2 separate regions of the Callithrix jacchus genome follow, and region 1 is linked to region 2. The links are chromatin contacts, called in public Hi-C maps. All regions are on one chromosome and are shown on one strand. The core of a region is the stretch at or near the end of the contact, and the rest is flanking DNA. Distances in the headings are between cores, read along the strand shown. Region 1 has its middle 21 kb from the start of NEK2. Region 2 holds the start of SLC30A1 (solute carrier family 30 member 1).

What was found. Hi-C and Micro-C count contacts between places; a contact is called where the count stands out from the background.
Region 1: a Hi-C map of skeletal muscle shows a contact between it and region 2, with 13 times the contacts expected there. The contact joins the enhancer-like site here to the promoter of SLC30A1 in region 2. A contact is called at or near these places in 3 of 3 Hi-C or Micro-C datasets (induced pluripotent stem cells and skeletal muscle).

The regions. Positions count from the first base shown.
Region 1 is chr19:16,802,918-16,810,364 of calJac240_pri, forward strand. It overlaps the pseudogene LOC144580357. Among named protein-coding and RNA genes, the nearest start is that of NEK2, 21 kb to the right of the region's middle. Within about 2 kb of position 2,149, at least 2 of the 16 cell types and tissues checked have an H3K27ac peak or open chromatin away from gene starts, as enhancers often do.
Region 2 is chr19:16,730,397-16,737,150 of calJac240_pri, forward strand. It overlaps SLC30A1 (solute carrier family 30 member 1), which reads right to left and starts at 3,009. Exons shown (of 2, transcript XM_008985266.5): 1 at 1,837-3,009; 2 at 1-233. The coding sequence starts at 2,464.

The DNA of each region.
Region 1 (7,447 bases), core at 899-3,398, 72 kb after region 2:
ACACACGCGCGCGCGCGCGTACACACACACACACACACACACAGAGAGACTCCCATACACAGAGACACTCCATCCCTACCCCATAACACACACACACGCGCGCGCGCACACACACACACGCGTGCGCGCACACACACACACAGAGACTCCCATACACAGAGACACGCCATCCTACCCCATAACACACACACGCGCGCGCACACACACACGCGCGCGCGCGCGCACACACACGCGCACACGCACACACACACGCGCGCGCGCACACACACGGTCTGGAAAGGACCACCAAACACCAAATTGTTCATAGCTACTTCTGAAACGAGAGATAGAAACTAGGGTAATGGGTAAGGAACGTTTACCTTTACATTTTCACTAGATATACTTTCCATAGTGTTCGAATCTTTTACAATGATGTTGTCACTTCATAATTTAACTGTTTTTTTTTTTCTTGTTTTTTTTTTTTTTGAGAGAGTTTCACTCTGTCACCCAGGCTGGAGTGCAATGGCGTGATCTCAGCTCACTGCAACCTCCGCCTCCTGGGTTCAAGCGATTCTCCTGCCTCAGCATCCCAAGTAGCTGGAACTACAAGTGTGCACCACCATGCCCAGCTAATTTTTATATTTTTAGTAGAGATGAGGTTTCACCATGTTGGCCAGGATGGTCCCGATCTCTCGACCTCATGATCCACCTGCCTCAGCCTCCTGAAGTGCTGGGATTACAGGCATGAGCCATCGCACCTGGACTAATTTTTGTATTTTTTAAAGTGGAGACAGGGTTTCACCATATTGGCCAGGCTGGTCTCTAACTCCTGAACTCAAGTGATCTACCCACCTCAGCTTCCAGAAGTGCTGGGATTACAGAGGTGAGCCACTGCGCCCGGCCTGTTTTTCTGTTTGTTTATTTGTTTTTGTTTTAATGGAGTGAATCATCTGTTAACGCTTTCTGTGAACGTGTGACTACGATTGTGGAACACTCTGTTGCATCAAGGTTGCCAGAGATTGTCTCAGAGAGAGTCTGGGCAGCGGGAGAAGGGCGGATTTGTTTCCTGGCTGGGTGGTTGTTGGGCATCTAGGGAAGAGCAGCCTTGGTTGCCTGGGATTTCAGCAGCTCGAGGGGAGCCGTGGGGCCCCAGAGCTGTGGCTGTGGCTGTGTCTATGGTGTCAGAAATGTAAGTAAGGTGCCTCCGTAGAGGTTAGCAAGGGTGTCCCTCTGAATGCGGGGTGGAATGCAACCTTTCACATGGAGGAGGCTCCTCAGCAGCTGACCTCTGTCCTCCTTGCGTAGAGGGTGGGAGGCTGAGGCTGGGGCTGAGTGAGGGGTAAAGAAAGCCACACGTGAGCACAGCCCGGGCTGGTTCCATCCTCCCCCATGGTGTGAAATCCATCAGTCTAACAGGGATCCCTATTTTCCAGCCACCAAGTCACAATGAGCAATAATCTCTTCTTGCTGGTGCATACAAATTCACTTCATTCTTTTTTAAACAGCTGCCCTGTATCATCTTTTGCTTTCAGCCCCAGTCCCGCCGAGGACAGCCTTATCTTAGTCACTGAGGGAACTAGCTTGCCTAACTGAAAGGGTGTTGCCCTAAAAGGAGGAGGGTCTTCTGGAAATACAAAAGGCTTCAGGGGAGGGCAGTCCTGAATGAGGTGGCCCTCAGGAGTGGGGGACACTGGACCGCCTGAGGGTACTGGGCAGCTGGCCGGGCTTTTGAGGACATGCAAAGCCATACTGTAGAGGATGCCGAGCAAAGGCGGTGGGGGGGGGGGCATGGGGTCCTACTGGGGTCACCTGAAAGCCCCCTCTCCGGCCTCCCCCACGCTAACTCACCTCTCCTGGCACACAAGTCCAGAAAGGCCACTGGCCCTAACCATGCTGGCTCTGCGTCCACCTTCCTCTTCAATTCAAATGTCTTGGGTAAAGCCATGAGTTATGATGCTTAACCCATCCCTGTGGGAAACTGGATGGCTTGGGGCACAGAGCGGACCTTTTGCTGTCTTGGGGAGGCAGTGGAGGGTTATTGCCAAAAGCCTGAGCTCTGGAGCTGTGAACACTGAATCTGAGTTTCCCCGTGTAAAATGTGACTCGATACCCCTGCTTCACAGGGGTATTGTGAGGACTGAAGGAAATAATGGGGAGAGGTCATTAAACCAATGCCGGGTATGGACTCTGGCAGTAACTCCAGTTGCTCAGACTAGTCGGGGAGGGTGGGACGGCGGCTCTAGAAGAGCAATGGCGCCACCTTGCGGTTTTGTCAGCCAGGACAGCTGGTTAATCTGATTCAAATCCAGTGACCCTTTTTCAAGCGCCTGTGAGTAGGCTGTGCTGGGTTCAACTCATTATTATTTAAACATGTAAACTCTGTAATGGTAAGTACAGTGCTAGTGTCTAGCAGAGCATCTTAGCAGAGATCTTAAGATCTTTGTGATGCTGGAGAAACATCATTTGGGAGGAACCTGCTCCCCACGGCCCCATCAAAGGGACCCCCTGCTTCTTTAAATATTATTGTACTTTAAGTTCTGGGGTACATGTGCAGAATGTGCAGGTTTGTTACATAGATATACACGTGCCATGGTGGTTTGCTGCACCCATCAACCCGTTGTCTACATTAGGTATTTCTCCTAATGCTATCCCTCCCCTAGCCCCTCACCGACAACAAGCCCTGGTGTGTGATGTTCCCCTCCCTGCATTCATGTGTTCTCATTGTTCAGCTCTCACTTATGAGTGAGAACATCCGGTATCTGATTTTCTGTTCCTGAGTTACTTTGCTGAGAACAATGGTTTCCAGCCTCATCTGTGTCCCTAAAAAGGACACGATATCATCCTTTTTTATGGCTGTATAGTGTTTCATGGTGTATATGTGCTACATTTTCTTTATCCAGTCTCATTGATGGGCATTTGGGTTGGTTCTAAGTTTTGCTATTGTGAATAGTGCTACAATAAATATACCTGTACATGTGTCTTTATAGTAGAATGATTTATAATCCTTTGGGTATATACCCAGTAATGGGATTGCTGGGTCAAATGGAATTTCTATTTCTAGATCCTTGAGGAATCGCCACACTGTCTTCCACAATGGTTGAATTAATTTATACTCCCACCAGCAATGTAAAAGCCTTCCTATTTCTCCACATCCTCTCCAGCATCTGTTGTTTCCTGATTTTTTTAATGACCACCATTCTAACTGGTGTGAGATGGTATCTCATTGTGATTTTGATTTCCATTTCTCTAATGACCAGTGATGATGAGCTTTTGTTCAAATATGTGTTGGCGGCATAAATGTCATCTTTTAAGAAGTGTCTGTTCATATCCTTTGACCACTTTTTCATGGGATTTTTTTTCTTGTAAATTTGTTTAAGTTCCTTGTAGATTCTAGGTATTGCCTCTTTGTCAGATGGTCAGACTGCAAAAATTTTCTCCGATTCTGTAGGTTGCCTGTTCACTCTGATGATAGTTTCTTTTGCTGTGCAGAAGCTCTTTAGTTTAATTAGATCCCATTTGTCAATTTTTGCTTTTGCTGTCATTGCTTTTGGTGTTTTAGTCATGAAGTCTTTGCCAATGCCTACGTCCTGCATGGTATTGCCTAGGTTTTCTTCTAGGATTTTATGGTTTTAGGTTTTACATTTAAGTCTTTAATCCATCTTGAGTTAATTTTTGTATAAGGTATACGGAAGTGGTCCAGTTTCAGCTTTCTGCATATGGCTAGTCAGTTTTCCCAAAACCATTTACTAAATAGGGAATCCTTTCCCCATTGCTAGTTTTTGTCAGGCTTGTCAAAGATCAGATGGTTGTAGTTGTGTGGCATTATTTCTGAGGCCTCTGTTCTGTTCCATTGGTTTATGTATCTGTTTTGGTACCAATACCATGCTGTTTTTGTTACTATTGCCTTGTGGTATAGTTTGAAGTCAGGTAGCATGATGCCTCCAGCTTTGTTCTTTTTGCTTAGGATTGTCTTGGCTGTGCAGGCTCTTTTTGGGTTCCATATGAAATTTGAAGTAGTTTTTTCTAATTCTTTGAGGAAAGTCAATGGTAGCTTGATGGGGAGAGCATTGAATCTATAAATTACTTTGGGTATAATGGCCATTTTCATGATATTGATTCTTCCTACCCATGAGCATGGAATGTTTTTCCATTTGTTTATATCTTCTCTTATTTCCTTGAGCAGTGGTTTGTAGTTCTCCTTGAAGAGGTGAAGGGACCCCCTTCTAATCTACCATCACTGCCCAAATACCCCAGGCATTCCCACCTTCAGCGGGGAACTGTAAACAAGGTTTTGTTGGCTTAAGACCAAGGAGAGGGGACTCATGATTAGATTTGAAATGTCTCCTCAGTTTCCAAGACTCTGCCAGCTTTCAAGTCCTGCCCTGTTGTTTCTCCCAGTTTTGCTCAAATCCCCAGTCCTGCCCCCAGCCCACCACTGGTCTGTTGTCTTCCCTGCTCTCTCCTCCGACCCCCTCAGGTCTCTCATTCCCTTTGCTTTTCCCCTCCACCCCGACCTCCACTCTAACCTGCTATGGTTAGTCTCCTCCTCTTCCTGCTGCACCGCAATCTTCTTCTGAGATTGCAGCTCCCAACTCCCGCTTCTCTCTGCTCCTTTACACTCATCGCTACCATGCTCTATGGATGATTAGTTTCTGACTGTCTTGCCCCATTTGAAGGGGTCAGTAAGGGCAGGGATTTCAATGTTTCTTCATGGCTGTATCTTCAGCACCTTAAACAGTGCCTGGCTCATAGTGGGTGCTCAATAGCTGCTTGTTGGTTGAATTAAGCAATGAATGAAAATATAAAGGTGAAATCTGGGATGAGAAGCTGTCCAGCATGGCTCAGGTTTCAAAACGAGAAGAAAATGTATTCTTTTCTAAGGTAGAAAGGCATTTCCCAGAGAAAGGGGTGGTTTTACAGCCAAGTAACCTGCACAGCCACACAGGACCCCACATGCAGAAAAACCTAGTATTCGGAAGGCCTTGGTGCCTGGAGTCTAGCATTGCGAGGTTGAAGTCTTGAAATTCTTAATACTTGTATCTTTCTGTCTGTTTGTTTGTTTGTTTGTTTGTGTGTTTTTGAGATGGAGTCTCATTCTGTCTCCCAGGCTGGGGTGCAGTGGCATGATCTCAGCTCACTGCAGCCTCCGCCTCCTGGGTTCAAGAGATTCTCCTTCCTCAGTCTCTTGAGTAGCTGGGACTACAGGTGCCCACCACCATGCCCAGCTAATTTTTGTATTTTTAATAGAGTTGGAGCTTCACCATATTGGCCAGGCTGGTCTCAATCTCCTGACCTCAGGCCATCCACCCCCCTCAGCTTCCCAAAGTGCTGGGATTACACTTGGGAGCCACTGCACCGGCTAATACTTGTGTCCTTGAATTTGCCTTTTGTAAGTGGAGTTTGATGGGACAATGGAGCCTGTGTGGGGGCTCAGGCCTCTGCTCAAGCATGTTCCCACCTCCCTTCATCCCCATAGACTCCCAGATGGCTCTCAGACCCCTCCCTAACCTTTAGTGCACTGGGTCCCACCCAACCTCCCCTTCTCATAACCAGAAGGGGCCCAGGCATAGGCAAGGGGAGGGTCAGTGTTGAGTATTCAGCCTCCAGTGCATCCCCAGGCAGGGCATGGCAGCAGCTGTCCTGAACCCATTTCCCCTCTCCCCCATGGCATGTCTGGTGGGCAGCCAGCTGGAGGCCATGTCTTGGCAAGGGCCATCCAGATACCCTGTTCCAAGTATAAAGTCCCAGCGTGAAGGTTTAAAGATCCTCCTTGGAGGTGGCCCATCTGCCATCGCCTGGGCCAATTGGCCTGTGTGAAAGGAAGATGCCTGCCTCTGCTCCTCCGGGCCTGGCATTGTGGAGGTCTGGTGACTGGAGGAAGGGGGAACCGAGCAGGTGTCAGAGTCAAGGGTTCCCAGATGCCTGAAGGTCTTGTATGTCTGTCTCCTCTGGTCAACTTGAGGCACCCTCAGAGAAGACCCACAAAATATGAATTGTATAATTCATTCCCTATCTGAGCTGAATGCTCTGCTATTGACATTTAAAATCAGCACTGCACAATAGAAATGGTAAAATTCATGCTAATCATTTAAAATTTTAATTTTTCTTTACTTAGAATATTAAATAGCAAATAGCATTGCAATAAGCAGAGAGAGAGAGAAACCTTGGAAGAAAGGAAAACGCTATATAGGTACCTTTTGGGGTACTTGTTTCCTGCTTTTCGAACAAGAGTCCTACATTTTCATTTAGCACTGGGTCTTGCAAATTATACAGCTGGCCAGGAGTCATACTCAGTATTTATGTCAAGCTGATTCTGTTAGGATTAAAGGCCTGGTCGTCAGTTTCTGATTGTGTTTGGATAGTATCATTTGTACTTGATGGAACCAGGTTACCGGTTGAGTCATATCCGACATATATGAAAAAGCTATTTCCTCTCACTGATTATTAACCCTTCATAACCTGGTCTTATTTCATTAAGCTAAAAGCAGGAAAATCTGATAAAGGAAAAGGCACAGCAGAGACTGCTGATTTATACTAAAAGTCAGATACATATATATATATATATATATATATAAAAGATATATACATATATGTCATATATGTGTAAGATATGTCATATATATACTAAAAGTCAGATATATATATGATACACACATACACACACACACACACACACACACACACACAGATATGTATCTCCATCAAAATTCAAAATAGCTTTCCTTCAAGGCTGAGATATATCCCAACAGGTTTGAGCTTAGATCAGGTTTCTCAAAAGTGGCACTACTGACATAGGGAGCCAATCATAGTCTTGAGAGATACAACATCAAATGCCATAATCCCCAATGTCATAATCCTGAAGTCCCAAAAGGTCAAAATCCTTAAAGTCTAAATCCTGAAAATCATAATCCTGAAAGAGCAGAAGTCTAAAAATGTAACTCTGGAAAAAATAATTTAAAAATTATTTCGAAGATATTTATTTACCCTTTTTTTGCATTTACATTTATTTACATTTTTAAAAGGGAGTTTGAAAACATATAAAAACACAGAATACGTGCCGGGCACAGTGGCTCATGCCTGTAATCTCAGCACTTTGGGAGGCAGAGGCGGGTGGATCACCTGAAGTCAGGAATTTGAGACCAGCCTGACCAACGTGGAGAAACCCCGTCTCTACTAAAAATACAAAATTAGCTGGGCATGGTGGCACATGCCTGCAATTCCAGCTACTCTGGAGGTTGGGACAGGGGAATCGCTTGAACCCAGGAGGCAGGGGTTGCAGTGAGCCAAGATCGTGCCATTGCACTCCAGTCTGGGCAACAAGAGCGAAACTCCATCTCAAAACACACACACACACACACACACACACACACACACCACTTCATAGGTAACTTTATGCAATAAAATAGGCAATAGTAACATACATTTTTGTGCAAGCATAAACATTCATATATAGTAATGAAAGTTGCAT
Region 2 (6,754 bases), core at 1,759-4,258:
TGGGTTCACACAAAAATCCCCTTCAGAACAACCTTTCCAAGAAAAGTAAAAGACTAAGGCATTTACTACTACAATCACTGAACCCAAGGCATCTCCAAGGACATGCAGAAAAACTCCACGCATGTTAAGTTGTCCAGCCCTATCTTCTTCCAGTTCCATATGGTCGGGTTCTCTGATAAGATTTCCATTCACTTGTACTTCCACTGTATCACCACTTCTGGGTTTTTCTGGGTCTATGAAGAAATAAAAATTTTATGTCAAATACACTTAAAGTGTTTACATAAACATTCTCATCTAATTCTTTTTAAGTGCTGATGAAGGTGAAAATTTTTTCACAAAGTACAATTAAAAAAATGTGCTCAGAGCAATTTAATATAAATTGACATTCTGGGAACGAGCCAGGACATAATGGCCAAGGCTACATTAAGTCATTGTGATATTGCTTCTTTACTCTCCTAACCACTCCTTCCTCCCCTTCTCCAAAATAGTGTCTCTTTTCTATGGTGGTGGAGTCCTGCAAACATTCTGCTATACTTCTGGGCATATACAAAGGAAAACATAAAATTGAACCCTAACACCAAAATTAAACGCAGCTAGGAATAAGTCTACTAATACAGAATACCTGATATGACACTCGGGCACTCTCCAGTTACTCTTTGTCACTGAGGCCAATTGCCTGAGAATAAAACCAATTTTAATTTTTAAACTGTTACTATGAATATAAAAGTTTCTTGGTAGAGGGACTTTAAAAACTGACAAATCAGCAATATAAATCAATAATCACAGAGATTAATAGAAAAGTTGGAAGTAAATGATGACTACATGCCCTACTAACTTTTAAATCAAAAGTACTGATCTTATCAAGAAATTACACACCAAAGTAACTTAATTTTCTTTGGAATAACACCTTGCCCAGTGGAGTGAGAGAAAAACCAATTACTTATTAAACTTTTCCAATATACAACTTGAATTTCACTAACTTGACATTCTGCACTCGAAAAGGAAAATTATGTAGCATAATAATTTATAATGATACAAGGTAACTAAACCTAAGTGAAGGAAGTGAGACCAAATTGTTAAGCACCACTGAGCTTGGGTAGTAGGACATTGGTTGAGTCATTTCTATCTACCTTCTTTCAACACTTATTTTCCAAATTTCCTTCAAGAGCACTTAATGTTAAATATGAAAAGCACTTTTAGTACAGTACGATTATGAAAAGTCCTAGGAAAACGTTAAAACATGCCCAGACAGGTCCTAAATTTATGATTTCCAGGATCAGGGATCAATGCGCTGAAGCATACACTGCTGTTCATAAAAGAAACCTTTAAGCTGGGTTTACATGCTCTGAATTCATTTATGAAACGCGTTCAATGGGCATAAGAACTACTTTGGCAGAGCAAGGTTTCCAACACCCAACAACTGGGGACGAATTAGGGATTCTCTCCGTTTCCCAAGAGGACCAAGGAACTGATTTGGGCAGCGTTTCTGACCTGCTGTAACCATAACAAGACAAGTCTCCAGCAGAGTTGGTGCAGCCTGTGCGGGTGTGGACTGCAGCAGGATGACGTTCACCTCCTGACCCTTTTACTAGGGTCAGACCCATAGTCCCCACCTACAAATATGCCAGACGCGTCCCGACTCCTTGCACCCGGCTGAGGGGGTTATGATTTCCTGGAGCGGCGGGGCGTGTGCAAGACCGGGAGGGAGCGGGCAGGGGCGGCGCGGCGCAGGCCCGCTCGGGCAGCAGGGGGCGTGCGGGCCACCCCGCCGAGGGCCAGGCGAGGCTCTGGGCTCCCCAAACCCAACCACCTGCGGCGGCGACTTGCCCGGCTTACCTGCGGGGTCCAGTTTAAGCCCGTTGGAGTTGCTGGTATTGGCCACAAGGGTGTTGGTCTCCTCCTGGTCAGGCCCCTGCTCGCCCGGGACCACGTTGATGTCGCTGCTCCCGGGGCGGCCGCTCTTATTGCGGGACCCCTTGGGGAGGCTGTGGCCGTGGCCGTGGCCGTGCCCTCCGTGCGAGTGGCCGTGGCCGGAGTCCTGGTTGAAGCCGCTGTGATGGTGGAAGAGACAGAGCCCCAGCACGTTGACCAGCAGCCCGGCCACGCCGACCCCGAGGACCACGAGCGGCTGTTGCATCTCGTGCGGCTCGATGAAACGCTCGATGGCCTCCAGCAGGATGGCGAAACAGAGGCCGGTCAGGAAGATGGCGTTCACCAGAGCCCCCATCACCTCGGCTCGGATCCAGCCGAACGTGTTCTTCTGGGTGGCGTGGGTCCGCCGGGCGAAGCGCTCGGCCACCAGCGCCACCACCAGCGCCAGCACGTCCGACAGCATGTGGAAGGAGTCGGAGAGCATCGCCAGGGACGAGGTCACCCGGCTCACCACCACCTCCAGCACCATGAACATGAAGGTCAGCGCCAGCATGCACAGCAGCCGGCCCCGGTTCCGACCCCAGCACCCCATGGCTGCGGCTGCGGGGCCCGCCGAGCCCGGGCCGGAGACTGATGCGGCGGCGGCGCTGGCCGGGCGCGGAGGGTCGGCGACCGCGACACCGAGGAGCGCCCGAGTCGGGCCGCTAGGGAAACCGCTGAGGTGCTCCCGCGGCCGCACGGGGCCGAGCCCGGGTCAAGCCGCCTAGCCCCGCGCCTGTGGGAGTCCTCCGCCAGCCGGCGGCGCCGCGGCGCGCAGCTCCTCAGGCGTCGGTCCTCAGAACAGGCGCCGAGGCCCGGCTCAGACCCAGCAGCCCTCACACCCACACCCGGGCGACGGCGGCGGCGGGGAGCTGGACTCCCGGAGCCGGGGTACCAAGAGCCGGAGCTTGGAGCAGAAGCAGGAGGGGGGCGGGCGAGGGCGACCGGCAGCTTCGCGCCGAGAAAGCTCCGAGCATCTGAGGACTCTCCTTGCTGAGCTCCTCCGCGGCCGCTTGACTGAGGAGCGGATGGCTGAGGAGCTAGAGAGGCGGCGGCCACTGCACTCGGCCCGGTCTCGGGCGCCTTCTTCGCCCCCCCGCCCCCGCCTTTGCAGACGGTTTACAAAAAAACTTTGCTTTGCACTCGGAACCCCCGTTTTCACACGGACCCGAGCGTGACAAGGCCCTGGCGCCCCGCCCACCAGGCCCGGCTCGATTTTCCATTGGTCAGAGCCCCCTCACGACAGCGTCGGCGTCCCGCCCAGCCACCCTCGCTATTGGATGGAGCCTAGGAGGGGCGGGAAGGGGGCGGGGATGCGGCTCCAACAGATGGGGGCGGGGCCATTCTCTCCCGGAGCCGGGCGTGGGCCGGGGGGCCGTGGCCGGGTGCAGCGGCTGGCGTCTCGGGGGCGCGGGCCGCGTGCAGCGGGAGGAGGAGGGGCGGGCCCGGTCCCCTAGGGCGTGGCGGAGTCCCAGCTCTAGCGCTGCGGACCCTCGCAGACTCCAGCACACCTGCGGGGGCTGGGCTGCAAACAGACTTTGATCCTCCGAGCCTAGTCCACGTGGGGGCGGGCCGCGCGGCGGCTGTATGACAGCTAGGTGACGGGGGAGGGGCCGCAGGGGAGCCCCTGAGCTTGGGGCCCTCGGGCGCTCCGTCCTTTCGAAGGACAGACGTATAAACAAGTGCGGGCGGAACTTGGGACTCTGCTGGACGCCGAGCTGAGGAGTTAGTCTTCCTGAAGGTCTGCTATGGGCGTGGACCGAATCTTTTTACGTGTTTCAGGAAAGGCAGTTTCTCCTATCACCTTCAGCCCCAGGAGACATTGTGTAAACTCAGGTGTCTCTGTCACAGATTATCTAAGAACAATTTAGGGTACAGACTTCAGGCAGGAGAAACCTCGGCTCTGCTCCTTGCCTTGTCAATAGCCAGCTGTGTGGCTTTGAACAAGTCACCTAATCTCTCTAGACCTGTTTCCCCATCTATAAAGGATTGGACACATGCAACGCTGAAGATCCCCGTCTGACTCCAAAATTCTAAGGCTCTATGATTTAACATTTATTTATAGACTGCACATGGCGGAATCCTGTGCTGGTTGCTATGGGAAGGGGGAAGGGGAGGGGCAGTAAGAATACAAAAGTAGGAGCTTCTGTCCAGGTGGAGGTAAAATATAAACATGGCATTTTAAAATTACGATGGAATACTCTTGATAAATTGTACTATCTAGTTTAGACCGAATACATAAGCACTGTGCTGTGGGTGGAGATGAGTTGATCTGGAAGGGAACCGCTTCCCGATGTAAGATGGGGTGGTGGCTGGAATCAGAATGGCTTAAGCTGGACCCAAAAGGCCTCACCACAGCTCCTGAACAGCAGAAAGACCCTCACTGCTCTAGATTGCTACAGGACAAATGCAGTGCCAGCTATTGCCTAGAGATGTGTATACAAGGCTTGTTTGGAGCTGTAAATTTTGCTTTTTTTTTTTTTTTTTTTTTTTTTGGTGACGGATTCTGGCTCTGATGCTCAGGTTGGAGCGCAGTGGCGCAATCTCAGCTCACTGCAACTTCTGCCTCCCAGGTTCAAGAGATTCTCCTGCCTCAGCGTCTCCAGTAGCTGGGACAACAGGCGCCTGCCACCATGCCTGGCTAATTTTTGTATTTTTAGTAGAAACAGGTTTCACCATATTGGCCAGGCTGGTCTCGAATGTCTGACCTTATGATTTGCCCACTTCCACCTCCCAAAGTGCTGGGATTATAGGTGTGAACCACCACACCTGGCCTGTTTTGGTATTCTTATAATTCCTATAAAATTGTTTTCACTTGTGAGTGGTGTGTTTCCAATTTCATCCAGACTGGAGAGCTGGATCATCACCTGTTTCTGTTTGGCTGGAATATAAAGAATGGAGGAGAATTTCCAAGACATTATAAAGGAGAAAAAAAATGATAGAATTTGATGATTAATTGGGTATTGGGAAGGAGCAAGCTAAGTAGGAGAACAAAGATGTTTCTAACCTGATGAGGAAAATACTGCCTTAAATAGGTGAAGACGTTGGGAAGGGGGGCCAAGGCGCTGATTTTTAGGAGAAAAATAAGAGCTCCATTTTTTTTTTTTTTTCTGGGACAGTCTCGCTCTGTTGCCCAGGCTGGAGTGCAATGGTATGATCTCGGCTCACTGCAATGTCTGCCTCCCGGGTTCCAGTGATTCTCCTGCCTCAGCCTCCTGAGTAGCTGGGATTACAGGCTAGCGGTACCATGCCCAGCTAATTTTGTGTATTTTTAGTGGATATGGGGGTTTCACCATGTTGGTCAGGCTGGTCTTGAACTCCTGACCTCGTGATCCACTCACCTTGGCCTCCCAAAGTGCGGGGTTTATGGATGTAAGCCACCGCTCCCAGCGAGCTCCATTTTTAATGTCCTTAATTTGAAGTGAAGTCTGGGTTGGAGCAGTGCTCAAGGATGTATTAATAGGTTTAGGACTTCCATAACTTCCTCTCCTTTGATATGGACAAGTGACATTTTTCTGATCATATGTAAACACAACTTCAAACATCCTACCAACTAGCCTCTCCTATATGGAAATTGGGGAGCCACTTATGGGTCAAGATATTCTCATGGAAATGGCCTAAAGGCAGTTGGAAGACCATTTTCCCTTCTACTGAGGGCTGCTGTGTCCTGCTTTATTTAAAAAATACATTCCTTCAAATGTGAGGATTTGATACCCAAAGAAGAACCAATAAGAAGATGTAAAAAGTCAGGGATGCTTTGCAAACACAATAGCAATCCTTCAATAACTAAACAGACTAAACTGGGAGATTTTTAGATCCATGTAAAAACAGGTTCAACTCATAGCCGCTTCTGAGAACCTACTTTGTGCCTGCATTTAAGCCATTTCCCAGTTTGCTTTATTCCCTCCTAGTGTGGCTGGTGGGGGCGGGACAGAGGGGGCAGGGAGTACATTTTCCAGGTTGCAGAGAAGTTATAATTATGTTCTCTGGGGAGATTAATATTTACCACACAGCAAAACACTTCAGTCAAACTTTGTTTCCCTCTAGCATTATATAGGCAAAAGACTTTGGTACCTGTACTTGAGTTTTTTCCTTTTCATCTGGTTGTCCTTATAGAGTGTCAACACAGGCAGGAATAGATAAATGAAGGGACACCATACAATTATTCACCAACACCCCTGGAGGCTGTGGCCCTGCGTTGAGCAAGATGGCATGGCTTTCTCTTCTTAATGTTTAAGAAATCTCCTGATAACTTGCTTAGTATGCAAACTGACTAAACCCAGCATACTTTAAAGATGAGAGAATAATGCTCTTTTTGGAAAAGAGACTGCCAATTTGAATGAAAGTCAAATGCTTCAGACAAACTGCAATCTCAAAACCCTCTGGACCCCTCCTTGCTTTTAATGACAGTTTAAAAGGATCCTGTAGGGTTCTTGTAAAAACTGTTAGACACAAGCATGCTTCTGAATTTTGGTTATCAAAAAGTATGAGTGTATAAAGCTGTACCTTCGTTGGAAAGATGAAATAAAACCACGTGAAAACCAGATTATATTTGACTTTGGTTGACAGTAAATCACTTCTAATGTTCAATCTTAAAAATGGTGGGGAAATCTCTCAAAACGTGCGTGAATAATTATTACAAATATGAAGTGTAATCTCTACCAACAACATGAGCGCCAAGGTTTGCTTTTTCAGCTGCTCCCAAAGGAACAGGCAGTAGAACAAAGAATAAACAAGTAACAATGCAGCAATAAAGCCCAGAAATAGCACAAAAGTCTCAGAGGTATGAGGGAAACCATATGAAAGAAATGGTCAGAGCAGGAAACCCACGTGGGAGCAAAGG